3 separate regions of the Sus scrofa genome follow, and all the other regions are linked to region 1. Evidence: chromatin contacts called from public Hi-C and promoter capture Hi-C data. All regions are on one chromosome and are shown on one strand. Each heading gives the region's core, a stretch centred on a gene start, on an enhancer-like site or on the middle of the called end of the contact. The rest is flanking DNA. Distances are from core to core; before and after follow the strand shown.

Region 1 (3,804 bases), core at 537-3,036:
AAAAGAAGGTATATACATATGACTGAGTCACTTTGTTGTACAGCAGAAATCAGCACATTTTATTTATTTATTTTTTTGGTCTTTTTGGCTTTTCTAGGGCCGCTGCCACGGCACATGGAGGTTCCCAGGCTAGGGGTCTAATTGTTGCTGTAGCCGCTGGCCTACATCAGAGCCACAGCAACGCTGGATCTGAGGCACGTCTGCCACCTACACCACAGCTCACCACAGCTCACGGCAACGCTGGATCCTTAACTCACTGAGCTGGGCCAGGGATCGAACCTGTGTCCTCATGGATACTAGTCGGTTCGTTAACCAATGAACCACTGAAAAATTCCCATTCCTTTTGATAGTTTTATCAGGAAAGTTTATCAGGTTAAGTGCTTGATTGTACAAGATCTGTCAAAGTGCTTGCTGAGTTTGGATGGATTTAGAAGATAAGGAGTAAATGCCTAGGTAGGGTGTGATTTTAATGATCCTCATACAGCCTACCAAAAGATAAGGGAATATGGATGTTTTACATGTCTGTGGTGCTTTTAGAATTCCTAAGTCCTTACCTTCACTCCTCACACCCACTCCTTGATGCAGGGCATTTGTTAATAGCAGTTAGTTTCACTTTACGGATGGTGAAACAGGCTCAAAAGGTGAAGTGACTTTCCAAAAATCTCAGATAGTGAGCAACAGGATTAGTGCTCTAATCCAGTTCTCCTGACTCCAAATCTAGGGATCTTTCTCCTATATAAAAGCCCCTTTCTGTGATCTGAACTTTGCTGTTGCCAAGGTAACAGCCACAGTACAGAACAATGAGTGCCTGGAAACCATGACACTGCCTTCTCTGTATGCCGCAAAGTTAAACATTTAACTGAGGTCACCTTAACCACCAGACCCTTTATTAGATTCCCTCATATGCTTCATCTTTATGTTTGTTAACCCTAGTACCCTTGTCTCCAAAAGCTCATTTATGATGGGCTTCCTGGCAGAGAGACCAGACATGCTGTCTTTTCTGGTCCTGACTCAGTCGTTCTGTTCCTTAGTCCCAGGAGGTGAGTATGGAACAGGGAGCCTGAAAGACACTGAATAGCCGTCTGAACTGAGGCCTTTTCCCCCATGTGGGCCTCACATTCTACCTGTAGTCATTTGCCTTTCACTCTTGTGAGGTGTGGCTATTTGGCAAAGGTGAGGAGGCTTTGCTTTCTATTGGTTTGATACAACAAATTCTAGAATAGGTTAGACGGAGAAGAGTCTTTTTTTTTTTTTTTTAGGGCCACACCCACGGCATATGGAGATTCCCAGGTTAGGAGTGGAGTTGGAGCTACAGCTGCTGGCCTACACCACAGCTATAGCAAAACAGGATCTAAGCGGCGACTGCAACCTACACCACAGCTTGGGGCAACACTGGATCCTTAACCCGAGCAAGGACAGGAATGGAACCCACATCCTCATGGATCCTAGTCGGGTTCATTAATTGCTGAGCCACGAAGGGAACTCCTGGGAAGAGTCTTTATTTCAAAGGAAATAGCCATGCCTCTGGGGTTCTCTCTTCATCCTGGTATGAAGTTATGAAGAGTCAGTCGTATAATCTGATTCTAAGAAAACTTTATTTATTTATGCATTTTTATTTTTTTATCTTTTTAGAGCTGCAGGTGTGGTATATGGAAGTACCCAGGCTAGGGGTCAAATTGGAGCTGTAGCTGGTGGCCTACATCACAGCCATAGCAATGCCACATCTGAGCCGCATCTGCGATATCTACACCACAGCTCATGACAACACTGGATCCTTAACCGACTGAGCGAGGCCAGGGACCGAATTTGAGTCCTCATGGATACTAGTGGGGTTTGTTGCCGCTGATCCATGACTAACTTCTAAGAAACTTTAAATTCGAGGTCATTTAAGATTTTGTCAGCAGATGGCACTTCTCTCCTTACCAAATACAAGTCTCTCCAAAAAGAAATACTGTTTCTGTTTCTTTGCTGCTGCTGAGCTCCTCAGACTTCTTTAGCACATCCAAACATTTCTCCTCAGTTACCGTTTGCAGGGATTTAGTCTACAATATCTGTTTATGTGTTTTGTGTATACTCTCTTTCCACAAAGGACTTGAAATTGCTTTTAACACACAGTATGCATTAATAAAATATGAGGAAAAGGAGAATATAAAATGCAATATAGAATATAGGATTTGATTCTGAGTTGCAGGTAGCTGGAAGAAAACATACAAAATATAAATACATGGTTTACATTACCAGGTTACTGGGTGAATGGGCAGGGAGGGAGAATGACTTTCCTAGGGCTTGAAATTAAAATGAAAGTTCTCACCTAGGATATATTGGAGGCAAGTTTCTATCTATTGTTGTGCCCTTCTCATGTCTCTGACCTAATTTATAATGTTATTCCTGGTCTGTAAAAACTAAAGGGTACTTTTACTACCCTGCAGCCTCAGGCCTGCCTGACCAACATTTCTCAACCTCTAAGCTTCAATTTTTTCAAGATTCAGGCTTCACGCAGTCTCTCATCCTACACAGGTTGTTTAAACTGCCTACAGGGGGGCATTGTCCTGGGCACTGGGAACAGAAGCATATCCATTAGACAGGTCTGGGTGTGCTCAAATCAATTTATAAAATTTTCTTCTGTCAGAGAGCTCTTACGTAGCTCAAGAAAACTTAAGAGAGTTATGCCGGGCAATGTTATAACGGAAAGCTAAACCTGTGTGATTGACCTTAAGAAAGCTTTAGGATTGTTCTATTTAAAAATAAATCGGTAAATTGCAACTCGCCCAAGTTTCCAATAGAAAACCAGACTAAAGCTGGGGCTTCCACACAGTTTGCAAGGGACGGCCTTGGTGGGCAGCAGCTAGAGTAGGAGAGGGCGGGTGAGCGGAGGGCCCCAAGATGCTTGGCAGCGAGGAACCTCAAGAAGCGGTGTCTTGCCCCTCCCACTGCAGTCTGGGGTTGGGATTGGGGGGGAGGGCGGGGCCGGACCGGGGGCTCTAGGGAGCGAGACCCGGCGTTGGGCTCCGAAGAGGGGGGCCTGGCCCCCAGGACCCGCGGGAGGCGGTGGCAGGGCGGCGGCTTTGTGGCGCGCGCGGGTTCCACCGCGGGCGGGGCGGAGGCTGGGCGGGCCAGAAGCGTCCGCCGCTCCAGCCACTCGGCCCGGCCGCGGGCACCCCTATGGCCAGCCCCACGCCGTCTGGCTTCCCAGCGCGCACCAACAGCCGCCTGGATGCGTTCCTGCGGAGGCGTCTGCCGCCTGAGGTCTACGACGCCATCCGCGCCTACGAGCCGTGCATCGTGGCCTCCGATTCGGAGAAACACACCTTAAAGTACGTGGTGCTCAGCGACCGGCTCATCTACCTGACCGAGAACCCGCCCAAGTCTATCCGGCGAGTAGTGGCGCTGAGGGACGTCGTGGCCATCGACCTGGTGAGGCGCGCGGGCGGGCAGTCGGATCGCGAGATCCCGGTTCTTGGGACCACCCTCGCCCCCAATCCCTCCTGTACGCGGGAAAGCGGAGGAGGGCTTTCTTCACCCCGCGCGGGGACTCCGGTACTCTAACTTCCCTTACGAACAGCCACACAGGAAGACTGGATAGCTGTATGCAGTCCGAATAAAGATACTTTTCCTTTTCTCCTCATTTATACTGATCATCCCCTAAACCCCTGGTTAGGGCGACAGATTTATACACATAGCTCCGTATTAGAAGTAGGATTTAGGAGTTCCCCTCGTGGCTCAGCAGAAACGAATCCGACTAGCATCCATGAGGACGCTGGGTCGATCCCTGGCCTCGCTCAGTAGGTTAAGGATCAGGGCGTT
Region 2 (3,804 bases), core at 547-3,046, 570 kb after region 1:
TACATTCACAATGAACATTGGCATATTAAAGGCTCTGACAAAGGCCTGAAATAAAGAACTTTGTTTAACTTTGTCCAGTTCAATGTTTTCCAAATGTGTTTGGCCATTAAGGGCGGGGGCCATAGCTTATACTGGTGCATTAAGTGTGTAATAAATACATAGTTTCATGAAAACCCAGTTGACATAGGCATTTTAACATAATGATACTTACACAACCCACTCTTTATATGTACAAATAAAGCTGTACTCTGCTAAAGACCAACAACAGAATATATGTGTGCATGTGTGCATTGTATTTATACAGATATTGTCTTAACAGAAAAGGGAAATGGGATATTGAGAAAAAGTGAAAAAATGCATCATGATGTCTTAGATGATGAAATAAATTATAAATGTATTAAAATAAGATGAATTTAATACTAATAAAGTGCTTTTTATAGTCTTAGTGTTAAACATTAACTTACCAATGGCAGCTTTGCCCCAGATTTGTACATGGAAGTCTGTTTTCCCCTTTGTGGACTTATTTAATATTTGAAGGCTAGTTTTAAGTCTCTGCTGTTGCTCATTTTTTTCATCTCCTTCCCAAGGATTCCATTCTTCACTTCTCAAAGTAGATTGCTCTGCTACAAAAAGAGTAACAATTGTTATCAACAAGGTACAGCTGCAGCTATAAATTCAAGCTATTTAAATTAGATGTTAAGGAGTTTAATTACATCCTAACTTCGATTTTTCAGAGATAAAGCAACAGAATTTGAAGTTAAACACAAAATAAAAAAGGAAATAAGAATTTAATTTTGACTGAATCTTTACTCTGAAAGAGCTTGAAATAAAACATTAACACGAGGCAGGAAATTCTAAGTCTTATAAGATAACTGAGTACGGTAATGTGTAGCGAGTTACAAGTTTAACTTGTGCCAATTCTTTATAGATTGTATATATGTAACGCAAGCTATATACAAAAGCCTAACTTGAACATGTTATGTGTCCAACAGTTTTAGATGTGTATGTGCAAAATTCTGAAAGAAGGGAGAAATAAGCCTGAGTCCGCTCCTGCCATAGGTCAAAATGCAAAACAGGGGATAAGAACTTGGAGATAAAGCTCTCTGGCCTTCTGAAGTCAAGGCAGGGTTAGAGAAGGCTCTTTGTTTCAATATGGAAACAGATGTCTTTAAGCCAGCGGCATTCTCGCCAACCTCTGACATTTTGTGAGCGCGCCTTTGATTTTTAAGATGTGTTTTAAAGGTGACCGCACCTGTCAGCCCAGTGGGAGGGGCATGTTAGATCTGGGCAAGGGCCGAATCCCGAGGCCAGGGCCGGCTACCTGGAGTTGAGCGAGGAAAAGCGTACCCCGGGGCCTGGGGGTTAGTGCCGGACAGAGAGCAGGTCGGATGGCCACGCGGCTCTGCTAGCCCGGCCCCCACCGCCCGGCAGCCGCGCGTCCGCGTCCGGGCGCGCAGCCGAGGAGGGAGGCCACTGCCCGGTGTCCTACCTCGGCCGCGCCTCTCCCGCGCCGGGACAGCCCCCTTCCTGAGGCCCCGCAGAGACGGAGCCGGCGTCCGGCGGCGGCCCCCGAAGAAGACGTGGTAGGCGGCGTAGAGGGAAAAGAGGCAGTACAGGGCGATGAGAAACGAGCACAGACGCTTCCGCGTCAGCCGCATCCCACTGAGGCTTCCCGTCAGGCCACCGTGGAGATGGGCCGGAGCTGAAGCGGACGCTCCGCGCCGCGGCCCTGGCGGCGTCCGGTGCAGGCCCAGGCGCCGGCGGGCGTCACCAGAAACGGCCCGGCCCGCCGCTCCTCTGCCCCGCCCTCGCCCGGTTCAGGCCCCGCCCCTGGCCCCGCCCAAGCCTCTCTGCGGCTCCTCCCTACCCTAGGCCCCGCCCCTTCGGGAGCGCTGAGGTCCTCCTTGACACAGACTCAAGACTTGGGCATTGAAAGACCACACCTTCCCATCGCTGCTCCCAGACCTCTGCAAGGGTATCCAGGAACCCTTTCAACGCTACCCAACTTCCTATGTACAGAATGCCTTCACTGTTACCTGATCTCAAAGGAAAAAACCCCAAACAGCACCTTTTTTCATGAAGGCCACACGAGGGCATGGATCACTGCAGTTTTTGATCAACATGTGATTCCTAGTCTGCTGCATTGACAGGTGAATGAACATAGAAACCCATTAAAGAAATTAAGAGGTGGGTAATGGCACAACATTGTGAATGTAATTCTCATTTAATGGTACACTTAGAAATGGTTAGAGTAGCAAATATCATATTATCTATACCTTCCCAAAATCAAAATACTTTTTAAATTAAGTTTTATTGCTATGATGTGACTTCAGTGCACAAGCCATGCAGTCTTTTGTCAGAGGCTGTAAAATTGAATGGTGTCTATCAATTTTCTATGTTAACCCTTGTGAAATTGGGCTCTTCCCCCCACCCCCCACCCCCACCAGTTGGCTGTTTCTGGTATTGCTGTTCAATTTGTCTGGCAGCCTTGGTAGCTAGAAAATTTATGGGATATAAGTGTGGAGTTGACTGTTAGAGCCACAAGTTGCTGTATCCTGATAGATTTAACGCTACTCCAGTATTACTCTACTTTGTCTTAACGTTTCTGGATAAAATTTCCAACACATCAATTAGCAAAAACTTACTTTTTCTGAATTTAATGCTCTTAGAGTCAGGACTCTGTCTTTTAAAATGACATCTAGATAATCTGATAAGGAGAATTTTAAGACTGGAAGGAAATGAAGGTTCAGAGAGGTGAGGTGATGACTCAAATCATATACTTTGTTAGTGGCTGAGCTGGGACTGGAAATCCTGCGTCTGTTCTCTGCTCTGCATCATTGCTATTAGAGGAGCTGTGTTCTGGCCCCTCAACCTGTTTTTATTCATTTTTTTTTTGCTTAAAAATATCATATACTAATAATAAAAAGCTTGAGTTTAATCATACATCTTAATTATCCATTTTCCAATTTGACTCCAAGTACGGCATGGTTGTTCCTCCAAATTAAATCTGTCATCAAAGGATAAAACTGTACCACAGTTGAGGATATTAAAACAAGGCAGTAAGTTTGTGAAAGCAGATTATAAGAAGTTTCCAAAGTTTTTTGAGGACATTAAGTGAAATAATTATACATATCTAACCAAGATATTTTTTAAAATTTTATCGAAGTATAATTGATTTATAATGGTTTGTAATTTTTGATGTACAGCAAAGTGACTCAGTTATACATATATATTATTTTTCATATTACTTTCCATTATGTTTTATCACAGGATATTGACTATAGTTTCCTTTGCTATATAGTAGAACTTTATCTGTACTATGTATAATAGTTTGCTTCTGCTAATCTCAAACTCCCACTTTTTTCCTCCCTACTACAGGTCTGTTTTCTATATCTGTGAGTCTGTTTTTGTTTTGTAGATATGTTGATTTGTGTTGTATTTTAGATTCCACATATAAGTGATGAAAATATGGAACACTTCACGAATTTGCGCGTCATCCTAGTGCAGGGGCCATGCTAATCTCTGTATCGTTCAAATTTTAGTATATGTGCTGTCCGAGCAGGCACCAAGATATTTTCTTATTAAAAACGAGACAATGGTTACTATCTGAAGCCTCCCTTTGCCTACAGATTCTCATTTTTAGTCTTCTCCTAGGAAAAAAAAAAGTGTCTTTTTAAAAACTTCCCTGTGGATATTATTTTTAGCCTAGTTGTAGCTTTACTGTTTATTAGCTATACAAAACTAAATCAGGTTGCTTGGCACCTTATCTCTTTCTATAAAATGGGGTTAACAATGCCTACCTCA
Region 3 (3,804 bases), core at 471-2,970, 520 kb after region 1:
CAACGTAAGTGGGTTAAAACTACTACTCAAATATTCAAACCTTCATTTTACATGCCAGTGGCCTCCAGCAAATGATAAAGCAATATTCCCGTGTGTGAATGTGAAAGATGGCACTGAATTCCGGCCCGTTATAAAGGAAGAGTCAGATTCCACTAGTGCCTGCTTGGTTTAACTGACAGGCTTTGGGGGAGTAATTTTATAAAAGGGGGACTCACCCTGATAAACTAGCGAATAGTGCAAATGTTGAAAATTGCCTGCACTCAATAAAGCTCTAGATCACTTTGGGTCCAGACTTCAGAAAAAAGACTCCTTAAAAAAAAAAAAAACTACATTGTGACAATGGCATTGTTTAAAAAGAATAATAAGGATGATGGTGATGACAACCACTGCTGCTGCCTGCCTCCCCTGCAGATTGCTCGGCTTAAGGTTGTTAAGTTAAAGCCAGGTTTACCCTATTGGAGCTGCGCGCTGGCAGCTGGGGAAAGCCACCCAGTTTCCAGCTCCCCGTGGGTTTGACGGGACTAGGATTGCGACTGGGATTGGCTTGCACGAAGCCCCGGGTGGCTCAACCAGGCACCCTAGCTGTCCCTCACAACCTTCCTCCAACGCAGACCCCAAGTTAGAAATGCAACTCCCAGAGCACAATGACAAGAAAGCACACAAAAGGAGCAGGGCAGCCGCTCCCATTCTTACCTTTGACTTGACTTTCATACTCGGCTATGATCTCTTTGTCCTTTTTGAATCTGCTCGGAGTGGACATTATCCAGCTGTTACTGGGTTTGCTTTCAATGGGCAAGTTCTGTTAGGGGGTCACAGATCAGTCTCCTTGGAGAGGCAGAGTTGTACTCCCACACGCAGTGAACCCAGAGGCAGCACCGACAGGAGGGAAAGGAGGAGGAAGAAGAGGAGGAGGAAAAAAAAGGAGCGAGCCGAGGACTAGATTAACCCAGGCGCTGGCACCATACTCTCCGGATCCAGCTGCCGTCGGTGATGCGGAGGGGAGCCCAGGGCTCGGGGCCGGGGAGGCCTGGTGCGCCGGCAAACTCCGGCGAGCGAGTGGCAGGGGGCGTCTCCCTGCCCACCCCACCCGGAGCTGGCCACTTCCTCTACCACCGCTGGGCGGACGCGGGGATCGCGCCGGCGCTCCGCACCATTGTTAGCAACCCGCACGGGGAGCGCCGGGCAGGGTCAGTCCAGGAGGGCGGGCGCCGCGACCCTCCCTTCTTGCTCCAGCCACCGACTCCGGCGCTCAGGGGTCCCGCCCGGACTAGGGATGTTGCTGCCGGGGCCGCTGCTCCTCCGTGGGCACACACGGCTGCTACTGCCCCGGGCAGGCAAGAGGAATCGCGATCCGAAAGCAAGTCCCAGCGCTGGCCGCGAGGGCGGCTGCCGCGCCTAAAGAACACGTCCTGGTCGCAGCCCCGGCGGAGTTTGTGCCTCCACCGCCGGCGTTAACGCGGGGCCTCTGCCTCCTGGGCCACCGTGCGCCGAGGCTGCCTCTTTCTCCTCGTCCCCCTTTCCGCTGCTGCCCCCAGGAGGCCGCCGGCGACAGGCACACTCGCACACGCACCCGGTGGAGCCGCGCCCCCGGGGCGGCTGCGAAGTTGCCGGCGCTCTCACGGCCCCGCGGCTCCTGGGCGTTCCGGGAGCGAGCTACGGGCGGCAGCGACCCGGGCGGCCGGACGGCGCTCGGCGAGGTGGGGCAGGGCTCGCGGGAGGGGTGGGCTCAGCCACACGTTCCCTTCTCCGCCCTCGCCCCCGCCCGGCTCGGTGAGGAAGCGCCGCGCTCGTCCGGGAAGATGGATGCCTCTTGTGGCCAACCGCAGCCCGGGCCTGCGCGCGGAGCCCGGCGGCCGTGGGCGACGCCCCCAGCGCCTCCCGGGGCTGTGCAGCCTGCACAGCTGGAAAACCCCTCCTGACCAGGCGGGTTGTCTTCGGCCGCCGGTCGGAGCTGTAGTGGGGCTCTTTTCAGAGTCCGGTGGGGAGATCCAGATTTGGATGTCTCCACGAAAGAAAGATGTCACTCGAAGATGTCACCAAACCCAGCAGAAACCCTGGAGTCTATTGTGAACGTCTTGGCTGTTAAGAATCAAGGAAGGGCGAAGCTCTTTGATCTGGGCGGAGAAAAATCATGATCATATTCTCCCTATCTTGGGGGAAGGGGGTGGTTACGATGGCAGGAAAGGTGTGGTGGGGGAACAGGTCACGCTTAGGATGTCATTAGGTTTTGAAGGGACCTTTCCTTCTCAAATATTATGAGCCTGATATATCAAAGTGCTGTGTCCAAAGGCGTGTCCAGTATCAGATGTTTTCCCTGTGAGATCTAAAGAGTGAAGGGACTTTGAGACTTTCATCATTCATTCATGAGACAACATTTTGAGTTCTTACAGCAAGCCAAAAATCAAGCTAAGAGCTAGGGATTCAGAGAGTAGAACCCTGCCCTAAAGAGTCTCACGATCTACAGTTGTATAAATGAGTAATTACAGATGGTACAATAATGCTGTAGGGGAGCTCACTACTCTGGGAGCCCTGAGGAAACTGGGACCGCATAAGAGGTTTGAGAAGAAAGGCTTCCCAGCGAAATGGTATTTGAACTGAATTTAAAGGATGAGTAGGACGTAGGTTTTCACCTTAGGGAAAGGGTCGCATTCTCAGGAGAAGCAGCAGCATCCTTCTCTGGGGGAGTTTGAAATGAGCTGCAAGACCTCTTCCTCTAAAATACCAGATGGGGGAGTTGCCGTCCTGGCTCAGCAGAAATGAATCTAACATCCATGAGGACGCAGGTTGCATCCCTGGCCTCACTCAGTGGGTTAAGGATCCGGCATTGCCCTGAGCTATGGTGTAAGTGGATGACGAGGTGCAGGCCAGTGGCTACAGCTTCGATTTGACCCCTGGGAACCTCCATATGCCGAGGGTGTGCCCCTGACAAGATAAAAAAAGACAAACAAATAAAATACCAGATTGGGAGTTCCTGCTGTGCCGCAGTGCATTAAGAATCCCACTGTAGCACCTTGGGCTACTGTGGAGCTTCGGGTTGGTGCAGTGTGCTGCAGCAGCTGCTGTGGCTCAGGTGGACCTTCCATATGCCACGGATGTGGCCTTAAAAAAAAAAGAAAGAAAATAAAAAAATACCAGATCCCTGACAGGCGATGACAGATGTTTTACTTTATATCAACAGGAGAGAATGTAAGGAAACAATAAAAAATTATTTGTTCCTTTCCATTTTGCCACAGAGGAGGTTAGCTACAGAATTCTCGATTGCCCTAATTTCATGTGGCGCTGTCTTAGGTAAGAGTGTAGGGTGAAGAGCCAGAATATCCAAAGCAGAGGCTGAGAAGGAAGGTGAGGGCCAACTGAGAGAGCCAAGCTCTTGGACACAATTCTGCAGACAGCAGGGAGCCTTTTAAGTAGAGAAGTGTCATGATCATATGCATGTTTTATAAAGATAACTGTTGGCAGGATGGAAGGATGAGTTGGCCATGGGGCTAGAGAGACCAGAGACAAGACACTCACCTTGGTGATAATTGTAGTCAAATCTAAATGTGATTCATATCATCCATCCACGGGCTACTGGAATTTACTTCATATTTGTGCCTGAGAAATACACCTTGGCAACGGAGAATGCAGCCCCTGAAAATGAATCATTGGCTGAGTCTAGACCTAGATCACTGTAGTACTTATGCGCTCCAAAGACAGGGTGCCCAGAGATCAATCCTGGGTCTGCTGCTTCCTCAGTGAGCTATTAAAAATTACTGCATCTCTGCCAGCCTCAATGTCCTTCTCTGTAAAATGGGTTAATGCCTA

The links. Promoter capture Hi-C pulls out the DNA fragments that hold promoters and counts their contacts. A called contact is a pair of places that touch in the nucleus more often than the background predicts.
Region 2: a promoter capture Hi-C map of liver shows a contact between it and region 1, with 6 times the contacts expected there. The contact joins the promoter of TMEM5 here to the promoter of C5H12orf56 in region 1. A contact is called at or near these places in 2 of 5 promoter capture datasets (fetal liver and liver) and 1 of 2 datasets of contacts at active chromatin or transcription factors (alveolar macrophages).
Region 3: a contact with region 1 is called in a Hi-C map of embryonic fibroblasts, with 3 times the contacts expected there. The contact joins the promoter of SRGAP1 here to the promoter of C5H12orf56 in region 1. A contact is called at or near these places in 15 of 47 Hi-C or Micro-C datasets (alveolar macrophages, brain, embryonic fibroblasts and 9 more) and 2 of 2 datasets of contacts at active chromatin or transcription factors (alveolar macrophages and skeletal muscle).

Annotation. Positions count from the first base shown.
Region 1 is chr5:28,817,118-28,820,921 of Sscrofa11.1, reverse strand. It overlaps C5H12orf56, which reads left to right and starts at 1,786. Exons shown (of 13, transcript XM_013997692.2): 1 at 1,786-3,414. The coding sequence starts at 3,163. The region is part of intron 5 of XPOT (exportin-T); the gene reads right to left.
Region 2 is chr5:28,245,401-28,249,204 of Sscrofa11.1, reverse strand. TMEM5 (transmembrane protein 5) reads right to left here and starts at 1,796. Exons shown (of 6, transcript XM_005663949.3): 1 at 1,490-1,796; 2 at 465-620. The coding sequence starts at 1,658.
Region 3 is chr5:28,298,871-28,302,674 of Sscrofa11.1, reverse strand. It overlaps SRGAP1 (SLIT-ROBO Rho GTPase-activating protein 1), which reads right to left and starts at 1,720. Exons shown (of 22, transcript XM_021091938.1): 1 at 694-1,720. The coding sequence starts at 760.